2 separate regions of the Zea mays genome follow, and region 2 is linked to region 1. A link is a contact called in public Hi-C data. All regions are on one chromosome and are shown on one strand. Each heading gives the region's core, a stretch centred on a gene start, on an enhancer-like site or on the middle of the called end of the contact. The rest is flanking DNA. Distances are from core to core; before and after follow the strand shown.

Region 1 (6,440 bases), core at 10-2,509:
AATGTGTATGTCAACCAGTTTAAAAGGACCAGTACAAAGATCTACACTATGCTGGAAACTATGAAGAACCAACACAGCCATCTATTAGAGAAGAGGGGTGCAAGAGTGATAGACCAAACAAAGTAAGCTTTTATCAGAAGACCATTAACATCACCAAAATTCTCCTTCTACTTTTGCACGAATAATCTGGAAAAAAGACGCTGACAGTTTCATATATCAAGACTTACGAACAAAACAAAACCGACCATCATCATTTATCATTTAGAATAAGTATGACTTGCTTTTTACAGTTACCAGAGTTTTCACCAATCACAACAAAAGAATTTATAACATAAATTTAAGCCCATTCATTCAGTGTGCCTACTGTTTCAAGGGCTGGCAAAATATGAAATCATATCTAGCAGGAAATATGCACTCATCGGAAAAGAATGGCTTTCATACAATACCAACAAAAAAAGTATTATACCTAACATGTTTTTGGGGAACTTCCAGGATGTGAAAACTCAGGAGCAAATATATAAACTCATCTTCAAGTAAGAAGAATGTCATTGTAGACGTGTAGTGCCCACAAACATGCAGAGGAGACAAATCAGGGCAAAACAGTTTGTCGCAGCCATAAACTAACAAGCAGCTATACAACAGCCTCAATTGGTTGATGAACTATTCTAAACAAATTATTTCCGCGATGCCAAGCATCAGCTCGTTGTTAATTTAAACTCAACTACTCATACCGACATAAATTACCCATCAGTCTATGACTATCCAGACGAGTGAGGCTCGAAACTGTTCCAGTAAGGGCATCAACGTAGGAAAAGGTTAATTTCACGGCATTCCGTCGAATCCTCACATCATAAAATCCTTAGCCGATTCCTGAACCATGCTAAAGCGTTGCGGAATTCGAACCATCTAAAAAACCTCCGCTACCAGGTTGAGTCAGTCAATTCACAAGATGACGTACCTTTAGGATTGAGAGCTTGATGCTCCCGTAGACGACACCGACGCCAAAGGCCGACGCCCTCGCCACCTGCAGAGACAAGACGAGGAAGCGCGATGAGGGATTCAGATCCGATCCGGAAGCAACCAGGACAGAATCATCTGGGAGAACAGGTACTTACAAGGGCGAGGGTGCTGACGCCAGAGTAGGGGCCTGGAGTGAACGGCATGGCGACGGCGGTGCGAGGAAGCTGGATCTGAGTCGGCGAGGGTTTGGAGTAGGGAGAGGCAAGGGCTTGCGTCGTCTTTGACGCAGGGGAGAAGACAGAAGAGGAGGATCGGTGGGCTGGGCCTTATATGGCCCATTGACGAGAACACGGAGGCGGAGTTCTCCTCCTGGACGGCCTGGTGGAGTTATCCTGGTAAGCGGGACCCGCGTGTCACTGAGGGAGATCGAGAAAGGATAACTGATGAGACGATACAAAGTGAATTCACAAACTAAGCTAGTCTCTCCTGACTAAAAATAAAAACTAGTACTCCCTCCGTTTCTTTTTATTAGTCGCTGGATAGTACAATTTTGTACTATCTAGCGACTAATAAAAAGAAACGGAGGGAGTAGTTATTTAAAAACTGAGTTGCTTTCCACACAGAACCTTACCAGCATAACCACGATAGTAACTCCATCTGTCATATAGGACTTTTTGGCTCTCGATCAATCTCCAGGACAGACAACATCACCAAGAGTCTTTCAAAATTTACTGTCATTTGTATAAAAACCAATTTCTATGCCTTTAGGGCAAACAGTTTTTCTAAAGAGTCATTTTTTCTATTTTTAGCTATCCAGAAACCCAGAAAAGAAAATGTCTATATTTGAATAACCATTTAAATAAACCGTTGAAGGACATTTTTTCTAAAATTTTTATTCAAATCAATTAAAAAAATATATAGAGTCTTTTGGAGTTGATCTAATAGTTAGTCAGCTAATAAATTGTTAGCTAAAATGGGTTAGCTAACTATTAACTGAGGCTATTTGAAACCCCTAGCTAATAGGTTAGCTGAACATACTAGTTTTTGTATTGTCTTGGAGTCCTTTTTTACTGTCATCCTTTTTATTTAAAAAGAAATTATTTCCACACTTCAAATACATCACAACTAACATGAATCCGTAAAAAAAATACGGTAGTTGTGCTACATGAACATAACTACCGACAGCTAGGGTGCTGGAAATGTGGGTGACGGATCAATCGGGGCACGGTAAAAAGGATTGCAACGGCTGACCAACCCAGCAGGAGTCATGCGTCGAACCGTGGCGAGGCTAGAGTGAATCAGAAAATGGTGCACATGTTTCAAGGATGCATGGTGATAACATGTAGGTGGTACATATATAGTGAAAATCTGGTTTAAATCACTAGTTTTGCGAATTTCTCTATTTACTACGTAGCTTCACACCTCGTGCCGCAGCAGCGGTGAGGCAACAATGTTTTTGCTAAATAGTGTCATTTTGAGCGAGCGTCGAGTGCAGAGTGGTGACCAAGAACTGTAATAAAAAGATAAAAGGACAATATTGTTTTTGACAAGTTTTAGTTGTACCAATTCAACTAGTAAACTAATTGTTAGTTGGAAATCTAGCTAGCAATTAGGCGAGACTTTAGCTAGATTGTTTGAAACCTCTATAACTAGTTTTAGCCACTAGCAATTATATATATATACACGCATGTTATAAATAGACCTTTCATGTTTCTGTTGCTAATAGAGAGGATATTTGGAGTATCTGCACCAACAGTTTCCTTGTGCACCTGTCTGAGGTGATCCTGGTGTGCAAAGGAGGGAAATGTCAACGTCGTTCCTTACTTCACTCCTACTTCTCCTAGTCCGACACTGGAGGCGGCTTCGACGCCAATGGCTGCTAGGCCTCCGAATAAACGAGCAGGTCAGCCCATCGCAGAACCCGCACATCTTTGGGCCTAAATGGAGTCACAAGTGTAGGAAGCGACACTGAAGCAACGGTATCGTGGGTTTGCATCCTACTATGTTAGAGGTTACCTTTTCATTTTTACCATAGCGAAATCTCGTTTTGACCAAAACAATTGGTTGTGATACTGTTTTTGTTTTGGGACCGGAATATACTAGAAATCGTAGCGAGAAAGGCATCTCGCACAACAGTGGTAAGAGTACCGAGAAACCGGTAAATCGAACTAACTCACATATCAATCTGTACAGATATACTTGTAGTCTCCTTGATAAGGCTAGTTTGGTGACAATGAATTTAGATGAGATTCATAGAAGAGGAAATCTTTTATTATTCAAAATTAAATAGCAAGGATATCTCCATGAACTTTCTCCAACTCACTTGTTACCAAATAGCTCTAAGGGTTTCTTTAGGTATTCTAGTATTAACTTTAATCCACATGTGGATTGAGATTAATACTAAAGTATCCAAACTAAGCCTAAAGCGGTACGAAAGAACGATGTAATAAACTACCTGTGAGAAACATTCGTCTAGACCTATCCAATTTGCTGCTTCCCTGACCCCAACTCCAGTTCTGAACGTGGTTCTGACAAATTTCTGGGAGTGAGAACAAACATATAAGCACTTAAGCAGACATTTCTCACTGATAAAGTGTATGGTACTACTTAAAGATAAATATATCATTTTTTGCAAGGAATGATAAATACATCAAGAACCATGCGCTAAAAGCAAAAATGACGGATATTCTACATCCAGCAAATCCCTTTTGCAGCACTAATCTTCACGAAAATTCTAAACTCAATAATCCACATTGCCACTCAATAAACCAATCCAATCCAATTCTACCTTTGGGTGGGTTGGGCCGACATCGTCTGTGAAGGTGAGAAGATGTGTAGTAAAGTGTCCATATGTATGTTTTTATAGTTTTAGAAAAAAATACATATATTTATAGTTGGCTAGACGGGTGTAAATGTAATTTTAGAGCCAACAACCAGTGGCGGATCCAGAGGAGGGGTTGGGTGGGCTCCAGCAAGCAGGAGGGAGAGAGGAAGAAAGAAAATGAGAAAGAGAGAGGAATGGAGAAAGAAGGGAGAGGAAGGAAGAAGAGGGGAAAGAGAGATGAAGGAATAAGAAGGTGAAGAGAAAAAAAGGAAGAATATGAGAGAAAAAATATAGTTAGCTTTTAGTCCCTCCTTGTCATTGATACTGGATCTGTCACTGCCAATAACTATAGCTTAGGATGTGGCTTAGAAAAGGTCACGTACGTGAACTAGACTTCCCTTTTCTCTCTCTTTTGACTTTACTTATTTTGGTGACTTAGCGATGGAAGATGATCACTTATCGAGTAACGGTGATCCAATCGTGCGGCCAACTATATAAGATTGTGGGGAAAAAAGAAAATCTCCGAGTCTTGGATAGGCATCCGCAGACCCACTCACCCACACGCAAACGATTCCTTGGTGAAAAACGACGCGATTTGTGCTCTCCCCGAAAGCTGAGGATGTAGAACTAATGGCCCTCTCAGACATTGCACTAGGTGCTATACTGCTATACTAATAAAGAGTAATGAAATTGTTGCACATTGTGTTCGTCCCTCTGATTCTTTTAGGAGATGTTTAGTTTAATAATCAATCCATTATATATGAGATGATGTATCATAAGTCAATTTCACAAGTTTAGTAGAATAAACTCATTCCTCATATTATTATTAATTATTAGCACATGAGAAATAGGATAATGACGGATCATCTCATTCTATTTTACAAATCAAACGAGAATGTGATGAGTCTCATTCCTCAAACTAAACATGTTGTTAATGTGGCATCAGCTAATCTGTTTGGTGGCTGAAATGTGAAAAGCGACCAGTGCAGTTTCTCCAAGAAGAGAAGGGCTCAGGCGCTCAGCTCACCAGGGGACTGCAAGAAGAGGGCCGTCTGAGATGAATGCTGGAATCTGGATGCATGCATTCCAGGCCGCCGTACGTGTGGTCTAGCCATCAGAGTCTAACTAGGCTGTTTTGTTTTTAGTTACTAATTTTTATTCTCTCCATTTTATTCTATTTTATTATTTAAATTATTAAATATAAAAACTATAGTTTCCGTATTTATTACTTTAGAAACTAAAATAAAATAAAATAAAATAAAATAAAATATAGGAACTAAAAGTCAATAAGTCAATGTAACTCAATTCTAACTCAACGTCGTATATAAAGTTTCCAGTCTTCTCCTCCATAACTAGCACTATACGAAGACGCCGAGGAGTCTAACTTATTTGTTAACCAGAGTAGAAACGAGAACTCTATTCATATGATGGATTCGAGCTAAGATTGATTGGATATATATGAATATTGATACTTATTATGTTGTTTCAAACGTTTTAGACTTGAAGGTTTCTTACAGATTTATAAATATGATATGGATTTATTTGTGTGATATGTGAATTGATACTTATAATGTATTGATTATAAATGTGTTTTTTAAATGTATATGAATATGTGTGTGTATCATTATATTGTGGAAGGATATAAACAATTAACTAACGGTTGATAAGAATAATTTCTGCTAGCTAGGATCAGCCGAGAATATCAGATACGAGGGGCATGTACAACCCTGACCATTTGGATCGGTTTCATAAATATAAGAGACAACTAAAAATTGTATAATACAACCCTTAACTCTTAAATAATAAATACAGTCAAGACTCAAGACACATTATGCACAAAGAATATCGTGTATATATACTTCGAGAAGTAGCCTTATAGAGAGATCTGACATTTTGTTTAATTGGCTCGTACTTGGCATGAGGCTGTATTTTCTCTCCACTAGAATACATGCAGCGTGCTACTCGTGTTTAGTACGAATACAATAGTCAATAATAGTCAAGGAACATAGCTCGGGCCAGGCCAACTCATGATGCCCGCTCTTAAAAATCAGCTATTGTTATTTTTTCCCGAACGAGACAACCGAGCTGACTGGACGTCACATTATCTGGGATAAAAAAATCACGTACCAGTGAGGGACAGCAGCACACGCCCGATCTTTCGTGCCGCTAGTACAGATGAAAAATAGGAATTGCGTGTGCACCTGGGCGATCCGGGAACGAAAATAATTGACCAACTTGTTCTCAAGCGGACAGAAACAGGGTGGACCACACCCCAAGCGTGGGTGTCACCTGTTCGTTTGGCTGGCGAGCGGACCGGGTAGATATTCTCACATCTCAAAGCAAGCTAGTGGTACAGTAGAATTGGCAGATAATTAGGGTTCCTTGGCGTTCTCGCTAATCCCGTCGAAGCTCCACCTAACCCCCGTGACGCAATTTACTGCCACAGACTTAGTATAGATCCTTGTATCACTCACTTCTTTCTGCCTTTTTTTTAGCGTCGTTTATTCACATCTGCAGCCGAACAAGAACAAACTCGTGATACAAGGATGAAGAAACGGAACAAGAACAAACGGACAGACGGACCTGCATACCCGGGGCGGCGAGAGCATCTCTAGCTGTCCAAAGAGGATCGTGACAACAAAACAAAGCGGACCAA
Region 2 (6,470 bases), core at 496-2,995, 860 kb before region 1:
CATGCTCTTGCAAAAGTGCTTACACTTACAGAATGATGGCAGTTAAAGAGGCATCTAGTCATTCCTATTGTAACATTCATTTGCAGGTGTTACAAGTTCTCACATAGGTGTGCACGAATAACATAGTTTCATCTCATGTCAGAACTCTTGCTTTGAGGTTGCTGAGACACACTCTGGAAACTGCTAGCAGGAATCACAGGAATATTTCAATTGTCCATGAGACATGCTCTTGTTGTACTAAGTTAAATGCAGAAAGCCTTTTTTTTATTACAGCTTTGTCAGTTTTTTCCCTCACCTAGTAGACTTGAAAACATATTAGGTACACATGAATCTTTGGGGCACATGGTGCATCACGATCATCGATCACATATCTAACATCCTTTATTGCTTCGTATATTTTGTAAAAAAAACACCTTCCACTGTTACCATCCACCACTTCCACCCTCATGTGCGAAAGGGTAGGTGTGGAAGGTCGCTTTTATAATAAGGTTAAAGAGGAAAAAAATAAAGTTTCTAAGTATTCAACAATTTGGTTGAAACTTAGAACCAACTAATCCTTAACCTTCTCACTCATTGTTTGAAAACCGACATTTGATTTTTATCAATAGGGGCACGGAAGAGCATATAAGCCCAATTAATCTTTATTATTATGAACTTAACTTTTAAAAAAGAAACAAGTAAAAAAAATGTCCAACCGACCTAATGGCACAACGATCTTTTAGAGCTAATTTGGTGACCAGCGAGGGCTTGTTCGGTTAGCTCTCAATCCATGTGGATTGAGTGGGATTGGGTGGGTTTAAATACCAAGCAAGTTAAATTTCTTCACAATTTTTTCTAATCCAGTCAAATCCATAAGTAACGGGATTAACCGAACAAGGCCTGAATTGGAGAGAATTCATGCGGAGAAATCCTCTTGCTATTGAATTTCAAATAGCGAGTGGATTTCTCTCTATGGACCCCTTCAATTCTATGTTCACCAAATAACCCTTATTAGTGGTAGATCAAAGTCAGCCTTCAACTCCGAGTAAACTGTGTGTGTAGTGTACACCGGGTGACGGGTGCTGGCCCAGACAGGGACGCGCACCCCTGGAAAACCAATGGATTGATCCGGGGCAGGGCGCATGTGAGCCCGCATCTTCCTTTAATCCGTGCAGCTAAACCGTGAGCTGTTCCAGCGCGCAATAATCATCTGGGGCCAGCCTTTCCCATCCAAATCCTCTCTCTCTCACCGCTGGGGACCTGCCCCACCGCCGGCCTTTTCCGCCCCTTTCCGTCTGTTCGGCAGCTCAAGCCTCGGCGGAGAACCACCGCTGCTCTTTGATGCCCTGCGGCCAGGTCCGCCGGTCCGCCCCCTACGGGACAAGCGACATGTTATGCGGTGTTGTGTTGGACCGGATGGGATCCCGATTGGTTCTAGTGTGCACTCTCACGCAACGGCTTCTTCCTGGCTGGATCCGGACGCAGGTGTCATGCTTGGTTTGCTACTGTGCCGTACCGGTAACCGCAGCAAGTTGGGGAGCATACTCCTGTATTACTTACTGTGTCTGGGTAAAAAGAGCACGAGAGGACCTCGTTTTCTATACCAAGTTGAAGGCCGTCACGATTAGAACCGGCAATTCGTTGATTGCCGCCATGTGCGCTCTCCAGGTGAACAGAACACGGAGCATCACCACCAACCAGAGCACACTTCCACATTGTGATACATATATACACACACGCACACGCACAGACGCTTCCGAGGACAGTAGCAGTAGCAAGTAGCAGCATACTCTCCTACGCGAATCGATTAACGGGCGGCACTCACCCACCGTGTGGCCTGCCAAACTGTCCCCTAGGCCCCGGCCCCGCCCGCGCCTGGCCAGTGGCCATCCATCCCTTCCCTTCGCTTCGACGCACCAATCTTGTCCCGGCGCCTGCCAAATCCAGCAAGGCCACACAGCCCGAGGCAGGAAGGGCAGCGCAGGAACAGGGAGCGAGCAGCGCACGGGCAATGGCGGCTTCTTCCGGGACGCGCTCCGTGCGCCTGCTGGTGCTGCTGCTCTGCCTTCTCGGGTTCTGCGTCGCGCTGAGCCACCAGGAGTCGGCGGCGGACTCGTGCGCCAGGGCCAAGGTCGCGGTCGCCAGCCTCGTGCCCTTCGACTCCACGTCCTTCCGCTGCACCGCCGCCTGGAAGCAGCAGGACTTCGTCCTCAGGGTATGCCTGCTGCTGGAGCATTTCTGTGATCCATCTCCTTCCTTTTTTCACATACGTTCTAGACTAGATCCCACTACCATTGCACTCACTGCCCACCGTGGGCTACTTAGTCAATCAATAACCCCGATCTGACCCGAACCACGCATCGTCCGTGCCGGTCGCCAGTACAAGAACACGGGGCCCAGCGAGTGGAGCTTCATCCTCTCGGCGCCGGACAGGGGCTCGTACGTGGCGGTCGGCTTCTCGGGCAAGGGCGCCATGGTGGGGAGCAGCGCCGTCGTCGGGTGGGCGGCCAACGGCAGGGGCACCGTCAAGCAGTACTACCTCGGCGGGAAGAGCCCCGAGGAGTGCGCCCCCAACAGGGGCCTCCTCAAGCTCGTCAGGAACAGGACCGCCGTCGCCTCGCGCTCCGGCCGCCTCTACCTCGCCTTCCAGCTCAGCACCGACTACCCGCAGCCGTACCTGATCTACGCCGTCGGGCCGGACGGCAGCCTGCCGCAGTCCGACTCGCTGCGGCTGCCGGCGCACCAGAACATGGCCTCCCGCTCCTTCAACTACACCTCCGGTACGTCCCCGGCCCCCGGCCCCCGAATTAATCCACGCGGTTTTTACATTTTTTTTTCTCCACCCCCGGTGTGTGTGTGTGTCGAATCGACAAATGCGTGCGTGTGCGCAGGGCTGTCGTACAACGTCGCCGGGTCCGGCGACGCCGCGTTCCCGCCGGAGAGGAAGCACGGGCTGCTGGGCATGATGGGGTGGGGCGTGCTGATGCCCATCGGCATGATCACCGCGCGCTACTTCCGGCAGCTGGACCCGTGCTGGTTCTACACCCACATGGCCATCCAGGTGGCTGGCTACGCCGTCGGCATCGCGGGCATCGTCCTCGGCTTCCGCCTCAGCGAGGACGGGCTCAGGAACGTGGACGTGCACAAGGCGCTCGGCATCGCCATCTTGGCCATGGCGTCTCTTCAGGTACGCTTTTTTTTAGGCAAAGAAAAAAATATAGAAAATTGTCTGAGTTACTCGTAGATAACACGGGGGAAATTGAATACAGATCATTGATAATTTGTATTGGTATCCACTTTCGGTTTGCTCGGCACATGCGTACGCTGTAGATTGGAATATATAGATCTGCCGCGATGGCCAGGCTGGATAAAGCAGCGTAGTTTTACGGGTGTTTGTTTGTAGTGGTTGACCGTGATTAAGTACACTATAGCACTGAAGAAGAGAGGACGTCTTGAGTCACTCACATGCCCCGTGAAAGCGAGAAGCCTGCAACCAGAATATAGAGGGTTCCATTTTTGTTGACAGCAGAGGCTAGACAGACAATGCGCGGCGTAGCCTCTGCACGTTCTTGAGCTGGCAGGTGACGGGTTCCGAGAAAGCGGCTGGAGTAGTTTTTATGCTTGGAAGCTTCGGTCGCCAACGGAAGTATGGCTCAACAACTCGACAACTCAAGTGTGCATGTGAAAGCTGTCGATCACTCAAGTTAACATTGAACCTAGGGAAACCGCAGTACTACCAGTGGAGTAAAAAGTCCCTAACGAAGGGCCGAGCGTCGTAAAAAGTCCATTTTTTTCAGATGAACTAGTGGAGTGAGCGTCTATATTGTTGCCTTTCCGTGCGTGCTTATGGCTGATGCTGATGCGTGCTTTGGTCTTCCGCCAGGTGATGGCGATCCTGGCGCGGCCGGACAAGACGTCCAAGGTGCGGCGGTTCTGGAACTGGTACCACCACAACATCGGGCGCGCGGCGATCCTGCTGGCCATCGGCAACATCTTCCTGGGCCTCTCCATCGCGCAGGAGACCAGCGCCTACATCGTCTCCTACGGCGTGTTCGTCGCCGTCTGGGTGCTCGCCGTCGCCGCCTTCGAGATGAAGCGCTGCTACGCCGACGACGACTGATGAGCTAGCGACACGTAAGAGTCACAGTTCGGTCCCAACAGCTGACGGCGAAGTTTGGTGTCGTTAAACTGAGCGTTCCACGGCCAGCTGGGACGTGACAGACACACGAGCGCCGAGCGCGCGCGCGCGCACACACACACCATTCTTGTTGTTCCGTAGCTCGCAGCTGGACAGTGCATTATTGGTTCGAGGAGGGCGTGCTTTGGTTGGCTAATTAAAAAAAAAATGTTTTTTTTTTTAGGTATAGGATGTGAGGAAGGGGACGGTCTGCTGTTTCTAGGCTAGCTGGACGCTCTGATTCATAAATTTGTACATTGATTGGTACGTGGTCGTGTTGTGTTGTACCCTTTTTGGACGATAGCATGTTCTTCGCCCTTTTCTTCTTCTTTTGTCTCCACCGTGCATTGATCAATGATCTTTATGCGTCGTTTCAGAACAGCACCAACCAGGATGCTGTGGTGTGGTGCGTACCAGCACCGACCACAGATGGAAGTATCAAACCCGGATTCGCCGCTGGGGGCGCCCGGCGCGGCGACATTCCATACCGTGATGCGGCGGTCGGACGCACGCCCAAGTGTTGTGTTGTGTCTCAACGAAGGCAGGCGAAGTTGGATGCGGGGAAGGGAACCAGTGCGGTCCGCGGAATTTCGCTGTCGTCCGGGACTCCGCGGGGGCATCTGGACAGCCGCGGCCGAAGCGCCACGCGGCGCGCACGTCCGGAACCCCAGCAGCAGCCAGGCCCCAGCCGACAGCCGCGGCCCGCGGGCTGAGTCCATGGCCGGCCGGCACGTCCGCACGCACGGCGAGGACGCGCGGCTGAATGGCCGTGCTCAGCGGTTGAGCGCACGCCGACGCCGGGTGCAAAAGTTGCCGACGAGTCACATCGAATCAGCCCGTGCTTGTCGAGGCTCATCGCCTTCAGAGTCGCATCGAATCAGCTAGTAATGCTTATCGAGGATCATCGTCTTCGGATGGTGGTGACTAGGATCCGGCGACACCTCACCAGTCACCACGACTCGCAGACGTTGTCGCCATCACCACAATTCTGACCCCAAGTAACCCCAACGGAGTGCGCAGCTTAGGCCACAATTTGAACCAGACAGCTAGCACCAGCAACAGGCTAAGGTGGTCCAGACCATCATGTTTAGCTGTTTACGGGTCAAGCGGACAGCAACGTTTTCGTCCATGCCATTTTTTTTTGCTGAAGCTGGGGGCTTATAGACCTTGCGCTAAGGTTCATCTCGAGCTTGGATTCTCGGTTAACAGACACGTGGTCTTGACGCCGATCTGGCACCAAATACTAGATGTGAACCGCCTAACGATGCTCTCTTTGAAAGCGCTGACGGTCCGTGGTCTTAGATCAGACGGTTCGGAATCTCGACGTAGTAGCGGATTTCTCAACGCACTTGCACGCTTTCGGACGGTCCACGTCTGGGGGCGGACGGTCCGCGCGCGCGTAGATGGACTTTTTCTCCGCGAAGAACCTGAATCATCTCGTCTCCCGGAAGGGACTCCGTCGGGAGGAAGAGATCCAGTGGTTGTTTTAGGGTCGACAGACCACATAAGACGTCTCTAGATGACACCAAACCAAAGAGAGGTGAAGTAATAGGTCGGGGAAGACTAATAGTAGAGCTAGACTAAGTCTAAATTACTCCTACTCCTAAGGAATTGAAAAAACGGTGCAAATAAGGTAAATACGAATAATAGGTTTTATTGGATTAATTGTGAAGGCTTCGATGGGTCATTACCCTTCATCTATATAAAAAAGAGGTCTGTAGCTGTTACAAATCAGTCCCCGAGCTTATCCCATGATTTTGCTAACAAAATCCCGTAAGAAATCCAAAGGTATGATTGGTTACCTGTACTATCTTATCATGAGCTATCGTATGTATTGACTTTGTGCAACCCCGAGCTTATCCCGTGGATTTTGCTAACAAAATCCCGTAAAGCCTTGTTTGGTTATTTCTATTACATATCGATTGGATGAAATTGAAAAAAATTTAAAAAAAGTTTGACTTACTTAAGATTCAAACTCATCCAATCCACATGGATTGAGAGCTAACTGAATAAACCCTAAGAAATCCGGAGGTATAATTGTTACCTGCACTATTTTATCATGAGCTATCGCATGCATTTGAATTTGTTCGAGTATGTGTTTGGTTACTCGCACGCCGAAAACACGACATGTATGAAGGGATGCAAGATCATCTATTTTAAAAGGCATTTGCTTGCATCCGGCCAAAACTGGCGTTCCCAGCCGCCCAGTCTCAGGCGAGGCTGGCTTGGCGTGCCCAGCCATCAAACAGCTGGTAACTGATTCTGCACACGTACAAACGATCCACGCCGCCACCGTGGACCCCGGCCGGGTCCG

Evidence for each region. Hi-C and Micro-C count contacts between places; a contact is called where the count stands out from the background.
Region 2: a contact with region 1 is called in a Hi-C map of endosperm, with 2.9 times the contacts expected there. The contact joins the promoter of LOC100282143 here to the promoter of LOC111365147 in region 1. A contact is called at or near these places in 4 of 25 Hi-C or Micro-C datasets (bundle sheath, ear, endosperm and 1 more).

What each region holds. Positions count from the first base shown.
Region 1 is chr2:34,045,023-34,051,462 of Zm-B73-REFERENCE-NAM-5.0, reverse strand. It overlaps LOC111365147, which reads right to left and starts at 1,259. Exons shown (of 3, transcript NM_001357858.1): 1 at 1,116-1,259; 2 at 959-1,024. The coding sequence starts at 1,163.
Region 2 is chr2:34,906,241-34,912,710 of Zm-B73-REFERENCE-NAM-5.0, reverse strand. LOC100282143 (dopamine beta-monooxygenase) reads left to right here and starts at 1,745. Exons shown (of 4, transcript NM_001155055.2): 1 at 1,745-2,194; 2 at 2,360-2,759; 3 at 2,871-3,166; 4 at 3,863-4,488. The coding sequence starts at 1,991. The coding sequence ends at 4,099.